2 separate regions of the Sus scrofa genome follow, and region 2 is linked to region 1. The links are chromatin contacts, called in public Hi-C maps. All regions are on one chromosome and are shown on one strand. The core of a region is the stretch at or near the end of the contact, and the rest is flanking DNA. Distances in the headings are between cores, read along the strand shown.

Region 1 (6,780 bases), core at 4,149-6,648:
AGCAGTTGTAGCTCCCGATTTGACCCCTAGCCTTGGAACCTCTATATGCCTCATGTGTGGCCCTAAAAAGTGAAAAGAATAAAAAATAAATGAAAAAAAACAAAGCCCTTACTGAGTACCAGACTTTATTCTAAGCACTTTATATATAAATAACAACTCTGGAGTTCCCGTCGTGGCGTAGTGGTTAACGAATCCGACTAGGAACCATGAGGTTGCGGGTTCGATCCCTGCCCTTGCTCAGTGGGTTAACGATCCGGCGTTGCCGTGAGCTGTGGTGTAGGTTGCAGACGCGGCTCGGATCCCGAGTTGCTGTGGCTCTGGCGTAGGCCGGTGGCTGCAGCTCCGATTGGACCCCTAGCCTGGGAACCTCCATATGCCGCGGGAGCGGCCCAAGAAATAGCAACAACAACAACAACAACAAAAAAGACGAAAGACAAAAATAAATAAATAAATAAATAAATAACAACTCATTAAGAGTCTGATGTTATTATTGCCCAATATTTTACAAACCCAATTTGTTCAGAGTTGGGTTTTTATGCTTTTATGTGACTTCTTTCAATAGAAATGCTTCTTACACTTTGATGACATACGTAAGTGCTTCCCAGTACTGCAAAACAACTCTCTGTGATAGGACAGATTAAACAGCTAACAACTTGCATAGGCTTAAGTGTGACAAAAACAGTCAGACACTACAGACCTACTACAGGAGGACTCACAACCTCAGAGCATGGACCCCACCCTGTATTTAGATTTTAGGATTTTGTGTAGGAGGAAGGTTGATGTGTAGGAGGAAGTCCTCTTAGTCTCAAAAGACATTCTGCTTTTACAAAGACCAAATCCACACTTTAAACATCATCCTATTATAACATTATTGAAAAAGGGGGTTAGAAATAGCAAAATGTACAGTATAATTTTCTCATCCATTTTCAGAATGTGAAACCTATATTCTGAAATTACAGTCCTTCTATCATGCAAAAAATATTTTCTCATCCATTTTCAGAATGTAAAACATATTCTGAAATTACAGTCCTTCTATCACGCAAAAATATTTTCTAGGTGTCATCTGATCACTTGTCAGTATGTCAGATGTTTACCAACAAACATTTCCTTATACATGTAAAAAGCTGCAACATAATGAATGTCTCATAACCAACTATTTCAAGAACTCCTAAATTACATTCAACATTCAAAATAGATAAACCAATTTTCTTCTTTAAAAGCAACATTCCAACATGCCAGCACTTGAGGTCAATTTATAGTTTTAAGAGCAAAGACTGAACTCTTCAAAGCAATGAAGAGTTAAATATAGTAAAAGTGGCCATTTTTTGCAGGCCTTCTCTCTGCAAAGTTAATCTATTCAATTTAAGCAGAGGAAAATGAGTGAGTTACAGTGCAATTACAATGAAAATAAGTCTTATATATTAAAAACTTTATACATATGCTCCCAAAGTAACAACCTTATAAAAGAATAGATCCCATATCTTAATTACACACTAAAAAAAATAGTCAAGCATCGGAGTTCCCGTTGTGGCTCAGTGGTTAACAAATCCGACTAGGAACCATGAGGTTGCAGGTTCAATCCGTGGCCTTGCTCAGTGGGTTGAGGATCTGGCGTTGCCCGGAGCTGTGGTGTGGGTCGCAGACGCGGCTCGGATCCCGCGTTGCTGTAGCTCTTGCGTAGGCCGGTGGCTACAGCTCCGATTCGACCCCTAGTCTGGGAACCTCCATATGCCGCGGGAGCGGTCCAAGCAATGGCAAAAAGACAAAAAAAAAAAAAAAAAAAGAGTCAAGCATCTTATTTAAAAATGACAAATTACACTGTATTCTTATTTTACTCTCTTTAATACTCTCATTAGGAATTTTCTAAGGCCAAAATCAGGAGGTACTCAGCATGATATAGATGTACTCCATTCCAAGAAAAGCAACCATTTCACACTGCTAAGCCTAAAATGTCTTATAATTTAACATAAACGTGCACACACCTTTATGTAGTAGATTCCTACCCCCCCCCAATCTTATCAACTTCACCAAATTTGCATATAATCCCCACTCAAAGCCTCTCGGTTGACTTAAATTCTGTTTCTCCCCACATCACTCTAGCAGGTCAATTGCAATAGCACATGTGCCAAAGAAATTAGTGGTTTTACATCACTCTCTCATTTTAAACTGGCATCTACTTGCAATTAAATCTCTGCAACAAAAAAAGTTTACCTGAGGCCATTCTTGCCATTTTAATAGAGGCCTACCTTACTCTACCTGTCTCTGCAATCTTGCCTCATTTATAAAAGCATACCTCCGAAGAGGATGGACGTGCCCCAAACACCACTAAAGCGAACCTGCTGCCAACTCTGTTTGTCAACCCGGGCAGGAAGCGCAACCTAACGTGCATACGTTTGCAGGGGTGGGGTGGGTGGGGTGTGTGGCTGTTGAGGGGGATGGGGACGCAGATTGCAGGAGTAAGATTTGGCTGAACACTTTCAACTTGTAACAGAAGTTTTTTTAAAATGGGTAAAACAAACCAACACCCACTCCCTTACCTCCACCTTTTTTCCAAGCGCGGGAACCTCCCACCCTCCTGGAGCGCACCTTCAGAGCGTAAGGTCCCCCGGGTCACCGAAGCCTCAGCTAGCTCTTGATTTTCAGAACTCCCGGTCCTCCAGGGGAAATCGCCCCACCTCGCCCCACCTCGTAAGGCCCACCTCGCAGCGCCCCGAGATCCTCCCCTGCAGATCCACCTCCCTCGGAGAGAAAGGGGTTCACCTGAGGCCACAAGGGCAGCCAATAGGAAGTCCCCTCAGGCCTGCGAGCGGTCACATTCCTCAACCCCGCGCGACCCCCTGGAAGGGTCCCCACAGCCCAGCCCGCGCGGGCGCCCGCCGTCCCTGCCGGAAGGAGGGGCAGAAAGACGGCGCCTTCCCTCCCCTCAGGATTACCTCGCAGCTCGCAGCTCGCAGCCGGCTTTGTGCTTCCCTCCCTCCTTCTCCGCGGCCGCTGGGGCTGCAGCGGCCGGGCGATCCTCCACTGCCGCCGCTTGAGCGCCGCACTGCTCCAGAAGGGAGGGCAGGAGAGGAAGGGGCTTGAGGAAGGAGGGACCTGGGCGCTGAGCCCTTTGTAGCAGGAAGCGACGACACCTGGGTCGCGATGCCTCTAGCTCTCGATCTCGGTTTTTTAAAATATAACTTAAACCTCCTTCTTTTCCCTCCCTCCCCGCGCCTCTGCGACCGTTACCGGCAGGCTGCTCGGGCTCTGGCGGGACTGGCCTAGCGCCCCCCGAGCGCCCCCTGGCTCCGCCCCTAAGGCCCCTCCCTTAGGCCCCCAAGCGCCCCTGGCCCCACCCCCAAGCCCGCCCCTCGCAGCCCCCGAGCGCCCCTGGTCCCGCCCCTCGGGCCCCCGAGCGTCCTGGCCCCGCCCCTCGGAATCTTGGGACACTCCTGGCCCCGCCTCCCAAGGCTCCGCCCCTCGTGGTCCCGTACTCCCCTCCAGAGCCTTGGTCCCACCCCCTGAAGCCCCCACCCGGCCCGCCAGTAGAGTGTCACAGAAGACACGGTCGCTGGGGCTTATTGGCCGGCCCCTGGGAGGGCCTGGCGGGGACAGCAGTCTAGCATCTTTTCAGCGTCCTTCTGTGGCTATGCAGCTTCGATCCGCGGCGTCCCCTGAGGGTCGGAGGTGTAAACGACTCCTACGCAAACCCGACTAGAGGCGGGGAGGAGGGGCGCCTCGGAAATGTCGCCCTCCCTAACCTGAGAGAGCTCCTAATCCTGAGGCTAAGCCACAGCTCTTAGTTAGCCACTGGCTGCTGGGTCTTCAGCAGGAGGCCACTGCTAAGGTTCAACCTCCGCACGCCCCCCATAGGAGAGGCCTGGGTATTCTCATCATAGTTGCCTATGGGGGCGCCTCCTCCCTCTACTCACCTCCTCAGAGGGGCAGGGCAGGCGCTCTCTCAATCCTGCTTACTTGATGGGTATCAAGGGTCTCATCCCCACTTTGGCTCCTGGCCTTGAGACCTTATGACAGCTGACCTCTGGGAGGTGAAAAGTCAAAGCACCGCCAGCCTTCAAAATGAATTTGGGGGCGGGTAAACTTTGCAACACGCAATTGCAGGGCTGTGGATCCATCCACAGGTGACACTAGGGCCGCCCACCCCCCACCTCCCAGACACGACCTACTCTAGAAATAGACCTCCCAGCAACGCACACTTTTCTCTGCCACCCACGACTTGCACATCCCTCTGGCGTACATGTCCTCCACAGGCACGAATCCACTCCCAAGCACGCCCGGCTGAGCGCCATTCTGGTTATTCATGGTCCCTTGGGTCAACCCCACCCTAACACACACAACAAACTTCATTCCCCACCCTTATCTCTCTTCGTTTCCAAGGCATTGGCAACACTCCATTTCATTTCCTTCCTCTTCTGCAGACTCTTCTCTTCCCCCTCAAATACTTCATGCCATCCCCCTCATCTTCATCCCCTCCCTCCTCCCTAAAAATGTGCTAATTAAAATGTAGTTTCCTCTTCCCACATATGAAGTGTGGAAAATGAATCTTGTCTTGGCCCAAACTGTGATTCATTTATCCTTATTTTCTCTCTGCACTGGACTAAACCTTAAGAAATTTTAGTCTACCACCATCTCCCATATGCTCAAAATCTAACGATGTCTTATGGTTTTTAGATACCCCTAAAGGATCGTGGGGAAGGCTTCCTGGCTTTGGGTAGAAAATATTTAGAAAATGTTCTGCCTGTCATTTTATTTGGGATTTTAAAATATCTGCAGTATTTGAGAGAAATATTGGGAGTGGCTGGATGTTTTCTTGCATTTAAAAAGCAGAGAATGAAAAGCTTGGCAATTCATTAAGGTTACCTTTTTATGAACAGCCCCCCAAAAGTATGTTAAGGGCACGTATCAGACAATAGTCTCCCCTATACAGGGCATTTGCTAGTCACAAATCTAGGACCCCCCCCCAAAAAGGGAGACAAATTAACATAATCCATCTTAAGCATGTCTGATGAGCAATCCTTTCCATGATCACTCTCTTTCCCACAGTTTCTGGACAAAATGGATAAAAGATTTGCTTACCCACTGAGGATCTAAGGCTTTCTTGTGTCCAGCGTAGTAGACGCGTGTGTCTTCTAGGTGTGGATCTGCAATGCTGCACAGAAACCTACTGCAGCCTCAGACCCGCGGTGGCGGCGGCGGCTGCAGCGGCAGCGGTAACAGCTGCAGCGGCAGCAGCAGCAGCTTCTCCCAATGCTGAGTAGTAAAGTGTGTGACTTTAGTAGAGACTCCACAATTAGCATTAGGCGCTTGCTTAAAAGAGAGGAGGCGGAATCTTTCTTAAAGGAATGGGTTTTGTTTTTCCTCTGCACTATTGCTTCATAAGAGGCAGAAAGGGTGGAAGCAGGGAGTTTTTCTGGGCTGAGTAAGGCAATACAGCTGTGGGAGGTCAAGGTTAAAATTAACTGGGTGATCTAGGGACCAATTTAGTGTGAGTCAATGAAATGCTAGAAGCATTAGTTTTAAAGAGCCCTGCTAACTGCAAACTCTGGGGTGCATGGCAAAAATAAAGTGATGTGCCTTGAAACTGACTAGTATTTTGTGTTAATATTTAATTTCTAATCATTGCACTAAAGTGATAACTATTTAAAGGGAGGTTATTTACTATTTAATACAAGAACGTGAAAAATAATAAAACACATGATTGGGGGCAATGGAGTAAAGTCTTACACTTATAAGCATATCTGGAATTTCAATGAATGTATTAGAGAATATATCATTGTAAATCAACTCTACTTCAATAAAAAAAGAAAAGAAAATATATTATTGACAGAGATCAAGGTGTAGTTATCAAATAATATTATTTATAGAAAAACAAAAATATCTGAAATAGTTTTAGAAAATAGTAGCAGGGTACTATGCTATTTCAGTGGCAGAGTTCAGCAAAATTAAGAACTCAAGTAGATTACTTTAAATGCCTGCAAATCTACTATTTACACTATTAAAATGTGATGTGTCTACACATGAGGAACTTGGGAGTCTGCATTATAACTTTGTTTTATTTTAAATAATATTTAAATTTGAGCAGTGAACATCTGTGATTTTTTTCCTTCACAGGTAAATGAGGAGGTGTGGACCCAAAATATAAATAGAGAAAAATGCAGAAAATATCCTGCAATTGATTTTTTTGGCACAGCCTTTGTTAACTACCTATGTGCTCTTGACCAAGTAAATAAACTTTTCTGTTTCATAGTTCCCTAAATTGTAGAATAAGGATATTGGGTTGAGATTTCCTTTCACATTCCAAAATACTATGATTTTATGACATTTAAATGTTTATATTTTCATTATTTAATGCATGTATGTCTGACTCTACACTACTTTTCCTAAAAACTTGGATTAAAAATAAATATAGAGAGCTCCCCTTGTGACTCAGCTGTAATGAACCCGACTAGTACCCATGAGAACTCGAGTTCCATCCCTGGTCTCAATCAGTGGGTTAAGGATCCTGTGTTGCTGCAAGCTGTGGTGTAGGTCTCAGAGGTAGCTCGGATCTGGCATTGCTGTGGCCGTGGTGTAGGCCAGCAGCTGTAGCTCCAATTCAGCCCCTAGCCTGAGAACTTCCATATGCCACAGGTGCAGCCCTAAAAAAAAAAAAAAAGAAGAAGAAGAAGAAGAAGAAGAAATAAATAAATAAATCTATATTTTAAATGTATAGCCAGATTTTGTTATTTTCCACTATTCTGAAATTATTTTGCAAATCAAATATCTTTTTGTAAAGTGAAT
Region 2 (7,806 bases), core at 4,716-7,215, 71 kb before region 1:
CAGATTATTGCTTTTTCATGAAGAAAGTAAAGATAAAATGCAAGGTAAGTCACACAGCTCAATCAACAGAATGTTAGGTCAAAATGGACTACTGTAAAGGAAGTCCAACCATGCCAACTGCTAAGTTTAGCAACAGTAGCTTCTGCATATCTCAAGGTGTCAGCAACATTGCTCACTCTGGAACTTGACTTTGGCCTATCTGGCCAGGACAGGGGACCCAAACATGATCAAGCATTACCTAGTTTTCCCTACCAATACTCAAGCCCTAAACTAAAAATACAGAAACACAAGCATTTTCTTAACAACTAGCAAGAGCCACCTTCAAAAATAAGGGACGTGATTTATGAACTTGCTTTGGTATAATACTGAGATAAACATATTAAAAGGGATAATTATTTTAAAGAAAATAACTAATATGTACTATGCCTTAAAATTTTTGTGATCACTCACTTTTTCAAATAATTCTATAAGTTTTGATTTTTAAATTTTTTGATTTCCAAATAAATATTCAATAGGATGTATACATACTGTATAAAAATCTTTAATAGTGTCTAAAATAATTCAATTATTGAAACTATTACTAAACATCTGATTATTGTTCAAAGTGATTTTAATCAATACTACTTTTTATATATATACATTCAGAGACACAACCAAAAGTTACTTTTAATTGAACTCCTATAAGCCATGAAATAAAAAATAGGTTTCTCAGTAGAATACCCAAGCATGTAAAAAATAAGCTATATAATCATTTACATAGAATTTAAAACAAACAATGGAAAGGGCTTTGGGAAAAGATCTGGAAAATATTTTTAATGATATATGTTTCACAATACCCTCTCCAACTGCTACTCCCTTACACTGGAACAATAAATCAGTCTGGACCATTGACTATTTCAATATTTTGAGAGATGGCCTAGAACACCCTCTTTCAGAATCCTGGGGGTAGGTGCTGACTGATCTAGCCTTTTGTTGGATTATGAGGTCATTCTTGCCATATGATAAGTTAACCCATTCCAGAATACTCCCTTCATAGTTCACGTGCCTGATATAATTATTTTTTTCATTCATATGCTTAATTACGAATCACCTGCTGCCATCCCTTGGTCTTCCTCATCAAATCCCCTAATTGAACAACTCAAAGGTAGCATTTGGGTAGTAAATTATATTTGAAGAATCCCATCTTGATACTTTTTGGATTTGCACTGCTGGAAATGTGTTTTCAAGTCAAACTTCACTTTCACAGCTGCAAAGGAAATGACAAGAGAAGAAAAACAGAGCCAATATATATCAGCAATTAATTCCATCCACAACTGCCCAGCTGTTTGTGCATGGAAGAGTCAGTCTGTTTCCTTTTGGGGCTTTCACCACTGAAAACTGATACTGCACATTCAGAGACACAAGCTGTTTGTAACATGTCAGGAATGTGCACAGGATCACACAGAGTTGAAGAGACAAAATGAAATCCAGATCCAGTTTTCTTGGGACTTGTCAGTATTATTTCATAGCATTAAAAAAAAGAAAGAAAGAAAGAAAAGAAAAAGAAACCATAAAAACATCTCAGAGCAAAATTCATGGGGGGGGGGAACCCTCCCTTCTGAATATCACCCTTCCAATAAAGAGGAAAATCTGCCAATGACATCAGATTTAGTATCAAGAATAGACACTGATTTATTGGCACAGACAAGGTGTGACATTCTTAGGAATCCACAAGCCCCCAGTATGTGAAATCCAGCCAATACTTTTTGGACTACACAGCTGCCTGCCCAATGTGTATTTAGTCCCTTAAAAAAATCCTTATAAACGTGAAAGTTGGGAACCAATGCTTTTACCACAGCCATGAAGAAAAGCAAGTTTTTCTTGGTTAGTTCAGACATTATTTGGCACTCACATACACCTGCCTGTTTCAGGGATTCATGTAATTTTACAGATCTAATCTTCTAGGGTAGCTCTCAAGTCATCAAATTTCTCCTTCCCTCTCCTCATCAGTTTTGTGGGTTTTAAATAAAAATATTCACTAATGAGTGTCAGAGGCTTAACCACTATAGCATGGGCTCATGTATAACTCAAGAAGTATTCCAGGGAGTTCCCGTCGTGGCGCAGTGGTTAACTGAATCCGACTAGGAACCATGACGTTGCGGGTTCGGTCCCTGCCCTTGCTCAGTGGGTTAAGGATCCGGCGGCCTTGCCGTGAGCTGTGGTGTAGGTTGCAGACGCAGCTCGGATCCCGAGTTGCTGGGGCTCTGGCGTAGGCCGGTGGCTATAGCTCCGATTGGACCCCTAGCCTGGGAACCTCCATATGCCGAGGGAGCGGCCCAAGAAATAGCAAAAAGACAAAAAAAAAAAAAAAAAAAGAAGTATTCCAGGAGTTCCGTTCGTGGCTCAGAGGTTAACGAACCCGACTAGTATCTATGAGGATGTGGGTTTGATCCCTGGCCTCTCTCAGTGGGTTAAGGATCTGTCGTTGCCATGAGCTGTGATGTAGGTCACAGACTCGGCTTGGATCTGGCATTGCTGTGGCTGTGGCGTAGGCCAGCGGCTACAGCTCCAGTTGGACCCCCAGCCTGGGAACCTCCATATGCTAAAAAAAAAAAAGTATTCTATCCTCTTCTCTCCCTGCCCTCCAACTCTAATTTTCAAACAAACAGCTTGTGTTATTAGGATGTAAAATGACTTGTGATTAATTACTGGCATGAAAGAAAAAGGTGGCATCTTTAGAACAAAATAATTCAAAACGTATTTCAGCTTTTTTTTTTTTTAGCATGAAATTAGTTATTCCCAGGATTGAATTCATTATTCTAGGTACCTCCCCCTTGCTTTTTGCTGCCCAAGAGTTCATGCCGTCCTAATCCCTGTATATCTTCAAATACAACTTGGATGGGGCGCTCAATTTCGGTACCACTAGCGGGTAGGGCTTAACCAATGAAGAGAAGAAAATTCTCTGCTCCAAATACGAGAGGGCATTCTATAATCTTCAGAATGAAGATGCTCTCAAGTGCCAGAACTCAAAGCAGCACAATGAGAAACTGTCTCCGACTATAAGTGCTTTGAAAGCATGAAGTGTGATTCGTTAACAAAATATAAGGCATTCTCATACATGTGGTAGACTGAAAACAAAGGACAAGTTCAAAAAAGGGTCTTTTCCTCAACAAACATCACCTGACCAAGGATATATGTGGGGTAGGAGATGGGAGGAGAACAGTTTAGCCTTTGGCTGATGGTGACACTTCATTCTAGAAATATGGTATAACTATTAGTGACTCAGCCACAGAGATGAACTTGGCAAGCTTCAGCTCTGTGGGACATTCAGACTAGTTTGAAATGTCTAAGGGGAGGAACTTCCCCACCTATAAGGTTGGCTAAGGAAAGAAAAGCTCTGAGCTGTTTAAATCAGGTTGCTTAAACTCTGACTAGAGCCTTGGGTAGCATTAACAAAGACCCTTTGAGAGAAGAGGCTGTAGATATGAAATTGTCAATGTTTTGGCTACGCCTGCAGCATGTGGAAGTTGCTGGGCCAGGGGTTAAACCCATGCCGCAGCAGTGACCCAAGATGCTGCAGGTGACGATGCTGGATCCTTAACCACTAGGCCATCAGGGAACTCCTATCAACTCACTCTTAAAGTGATTTCCCCCTCAATAATTTATTAATATAATATTTAATACTAATATATATGTATTATGTTATTCTTAAAAATTTACATATAAGCACATTTGAAAGAATTTTACAATGAGTACCATATATACAATATCTAGATTCTACTATTAACACTGTACTACACGTATTTTATCAAATATCTATCCATTCTTTTCATCATCTTATCTTTCATGCATTTTAAAGTAAATTATAAGCATCAGTATAATTCCCCATAAACACTTCTGCATGCATATCATTACCAAGAGCTCAATATTTGCTTACGGCTTTTTTGTTTTGATGTAAAGTTTACATAGAATGAAATGCAGAAATGTTAGTATATACTTTGTATAACCCCAAATCCTGTCAAGATAAAGAATATTATTTTAACCCCAGAAAAGTTCTCTCATGCCTCTTCCCAGGCAATCCCTTCTCCCACTTTCCTAAAAACAATCACTGTTTTGATTTTTAAAGTACTTTTAAACTCCAAGGAGTCTTGCCTTCGCAATCTATGCTTTGGAATATTTTCCACTACATCCCATAACTTATACTTGCTTGAACAAAACGATCAGATATGTACATGGAAGGAGCTTAAGAAGAAATCATAAAGTTAAAAGGAATTAGACTCATCTGTTCCAGCTACTCAATTTCTTAGGTGAAGGAATTAAAACTTAGAAAGTTTTGGCTGCCTGTACAGTCATCCAACTGGTCAGTAATTTATTGGATGGGCTTACTCTAAGGCTCTTAAGCAGCAGCTCTACACTTCATTTTAGGATGAAGAGAACAGAAACTAGAGATAAGGCTGGCTCAGAGGAAGAGCTCAACTACCTACAAGCCAAAGCATCTTAAACAAATTTTTGGTTTTGGGTTTTTAAATTTGGGTCTGTTTTCTCATCTGCTAAACAAGGAGAATCTTAACTCATAGAGTTGTATGGATTAAAAGAGAGAATCTTTGTAAAGTGCCAGGCATAAAGTAAGTGATCAATGGAAGGAAACACAGGAAGTGGAGAGAAAACTGACAGTATGAAAACACAGTTCAAGAATATGCACGTTCATGTATTGCTTTTAAACACTTGTGCTACCCCTACATTTGCTCTGATTTTGCATATATATGTAAATAAAATAACTGCACATAAAGCAGAATGCTTTATTCACCAGAGGCAAGGTAGTTTTCAAATCAGAAAAAAAAAAAAAAAGGCTTTCTTTTCTGTTTACTTTTATGGTAGAAGAACTGGAGAGGTGGGGGAGGAAAGCACAGACTTTTGCTTCATGTTGACCATATATACCTTATATCTCTACCTGTCTTTGTATAAACAGTTCCATGATCCTCCTTTTATCCACCAAATGAGAATTCAGGGCTCCCATCTAATCTACTTTCCTGATTTAATCAAAATTTAAAGCTCCTTCCTCTGTGTTCCCATAATGCTTTAAATAACATTACAGAACTCCTCATACCAGCTGGCTACTTCCATGTGTTTCCCTTTCTTTTTTTTTCTTTTCAGGGCCACACCCACAGCATATAGGTCAAATCAGAGCTACAGCTGCCAGCCTACACCACAGCCACAGCAACACCAAATCCGAGCCATGTCTGCGGCCTATACCACAGCTCACAGCAATATAGACAGTAATGCCGGATCCTTAACCCATGAGCAGGGTCAGGGATCGAACCTGTAGCCTCATGGTTCCTAGTCAGATTTGTTTCCACTGCGCCACAACAGGAACTCCATGTGCTTCCTCCTCTTGAATGGGATCACCTCTGTACCCCAAAGCCTAGCACCAAGCACACCTAGCACAATGAAACCATCCATAAACATCTGCTGAATAGATATACCTGTGTAAATGGGTACTCGGTTATGATCAAAGTAGCAAAACAACTAAGAGTGAACACTCACCAAAAAGAAAAGCAAAGTGCCAGAAAAATGGGAGGCAGGGAGATGATCATAGACCTTATTAAAAGACATACAATTTTAAAAAGAGTAAAAACCAACTGTGTGCAAACTCCTGTGTTCTCAGGGAAGTGACTGCCACTAAGCAGTCAAAGTGCCACTGGAATAATTCAGGCTGCTGTGTGCTTTACGTACTCATCCCATGTCCCACCCACAAGAACTCTATCAGTACTATCATGCCCCTTTTATAAGAAAGAATACTGAGACTCAAGGAGGTTAAACAGCATCACACAACTAGTGGCAACAGAGAGAAAAGGCAGAGTAGTTATTTTTCATTACAAGTTATTTTCATATTAGGCCAATTTTACACATACCATGGGGAAGCTCTGGGTTAAAGAAAGCCCAGACAGTTGAGGGGCAACTGAACAGCATAAGAGATTTGGCAGAGGGAGCAAAAGTCAAAGAGAGAAAAAAGGCCTGGACAAAAACAAACCAAAGCTAAGGTGATAAGGGGTACATGAATTCTACGCAGGAATTATCTTCACAGAATAGTCCGCCATCCTGGGGTTATGATATACAAGTCAGAGATGGCCCTAGAACCCATAAGAGAGACAGAACAGCTCTTATTCTCAGCATGGATGTTTCTTCCCCAAGTTAACTGTTCTCTGAAGTAATAATACAACATAGATAACTCCTTGATGAAAATGCTGACCATGGTGCTCATGCTTCAGAAAATGAGAGCCTCACCAAACTGGTGAAGTGAACTCTTGTCTGCGGGCATCTCTGGCCACATTCTGTAATCTCTCCTTTAGGAATACTCTGGTTTTGCCTCCCTTGCGAAGATGATTTATGAAGGAAAGCCTCCTAGAAGCCTCCACCTTGAAGTTTAAAGCCTCAAGTCCCACAGCCCTCTGGCCCACCTCCAACAAAGCACTCATTACATTGACTCACAATTTTCTGTTCACTGACATAGTTCTCACATGTGCTGTGAGGAACTTCAGGGCGAAGCCCCTCAGGACCTAGCATAGGGCATGTTCAAAAAATATTATCGATGGTAAATGAATAAAGGCCTTTGTCTATTTAATATTTGATAGTTATTTGTTAAAAGAGATGATAGAGGATTTAAGGAGGAAGCAATTACTAAAAAGTCACGATAGAAAAGATTGGGGATAAATGAGATATGGTTAATATTCAGAAGTTTTTATTTCCTAGATTAAAAAAAATGTATTTAAACATAATATAGGAGTTCCCGTTGTGGCACAGCAGCAACGAATCTGACTAGGAACCATGAGGTTGTGGGTTCGATCCCTGGCCTCTCTTAGTGGGTTAAGGATCCAGTGTTGCCGTAAGCTGTGGTATAGGCTGCAGACATGACTAGGATCTAGCATTGCTGTGGCTGTAGTGTAGGCTGGCTACGGCTCTGATTAGACCCCTAGCCAGGGAACCTCCATATGCCGTGGGTGCGGACCTAAAAAGACCAAATAAATAAATAAATAAACATTATATAAAATGATTGGTGAGATAAGCCTAATAAAGTTGAGGTTCAAATTCGGTAAAATATTAGGTCTAAAGATTGGGCATGATTCCAATTTAAAACAAAAATTAACCAAACTAGCGAGCCGGTATTGTATCTGAAGAATGCTAAAACTTCCAGTGGAAAAAAACATGGCTTTGACTCAACTATAGCATAATACTTTTTAAAACAACACTTTTTATTAAGCACCTTTTAAAAGATGAGAAAGACTACATATAAATATCAACATAAAAATGAAGAATAAATATTTATGTACTATTAAAAATGCCTATAATCAAGGACTTCCCACTATGGTGCACTGGTTAGGATCCAGCTTGTCTCTGTGGCGGTGTGACTTTGCTCCCTGGCCTGGCTGGCACAGTGGGTTAAGGATCTGGAGTTGCTACAGCCGTGGCATGGGTTGCAGCTGCAGCTTGGATTCAATCCTTGGGACCGGAACTTCCATATGCCATGGGTGTGGCCATAAAAAAATTAAAAAATAAAAAACCTACATTTACAAATATTGGAGAAAAGTTCAAAGACAGAATAGAAAACAAGTAAAAATAAAATGTGATATGGCCACACAATATATGAATCACTCATAACACATGCAGTTTCTTATTAAAAACACTTTTTGTTGGTTTGTTTTCAGCCATACCCTCAGCATGTAGAAGTTCCTGGACCAGGGATCGAACCCAAGCCACAGCAATGACAACATTGAATCCTTAACCAACAGGCCATCAATGAACTCCCAGAAATAGTACTTTTGTTTTGAT

The links. Hi-C and Micro-C count contacts between places; a contact is called where the count stands out from the background.
Region 2: a contact with region 1 is called in a Hi-C map of mesenchymal stem cells, with 2.5 times the contacts expected there. The contact joins the enhancer-like site here to the promoter of ADD3 in region 1. A contact is called at or near these places in 7 of 47 Hi-C or Micro-C datasets (alveolar macrophages, blood, fetal heart ventricle and 3 more) and 2 of 2 datasets of contacts at active chromatin or transcription factors (alveolar macrophages and skeletal muscle).

Annotation. Positions count from the first base shown.
Region 1 is chr14:120,450,039-120,456,818 of Sscrofa11.1, reverse strand. ADD3 (gamma-adducin) reads right to left here and starts at 5,398. Exons shown (of 15, transcript XM_001924738.5): 1 at 5,077-5,398.
Region 2 is chr14:120,520,425-120,528,230 of Sscrofa11.1, reverse strand. All of the region lies in intron 1 of ADD3 (gamma-adducin), which reads right to left. Among named protein-coding and RNA genes, the nearest start is that of ADD3, 73 kb to the right of the region's middle. Within about 2 kb of position 5,965, at least 3 of the 83 cell types and tissues checked have an H3K27ac peak or open chromatin away from gene starts, as enhancers often do.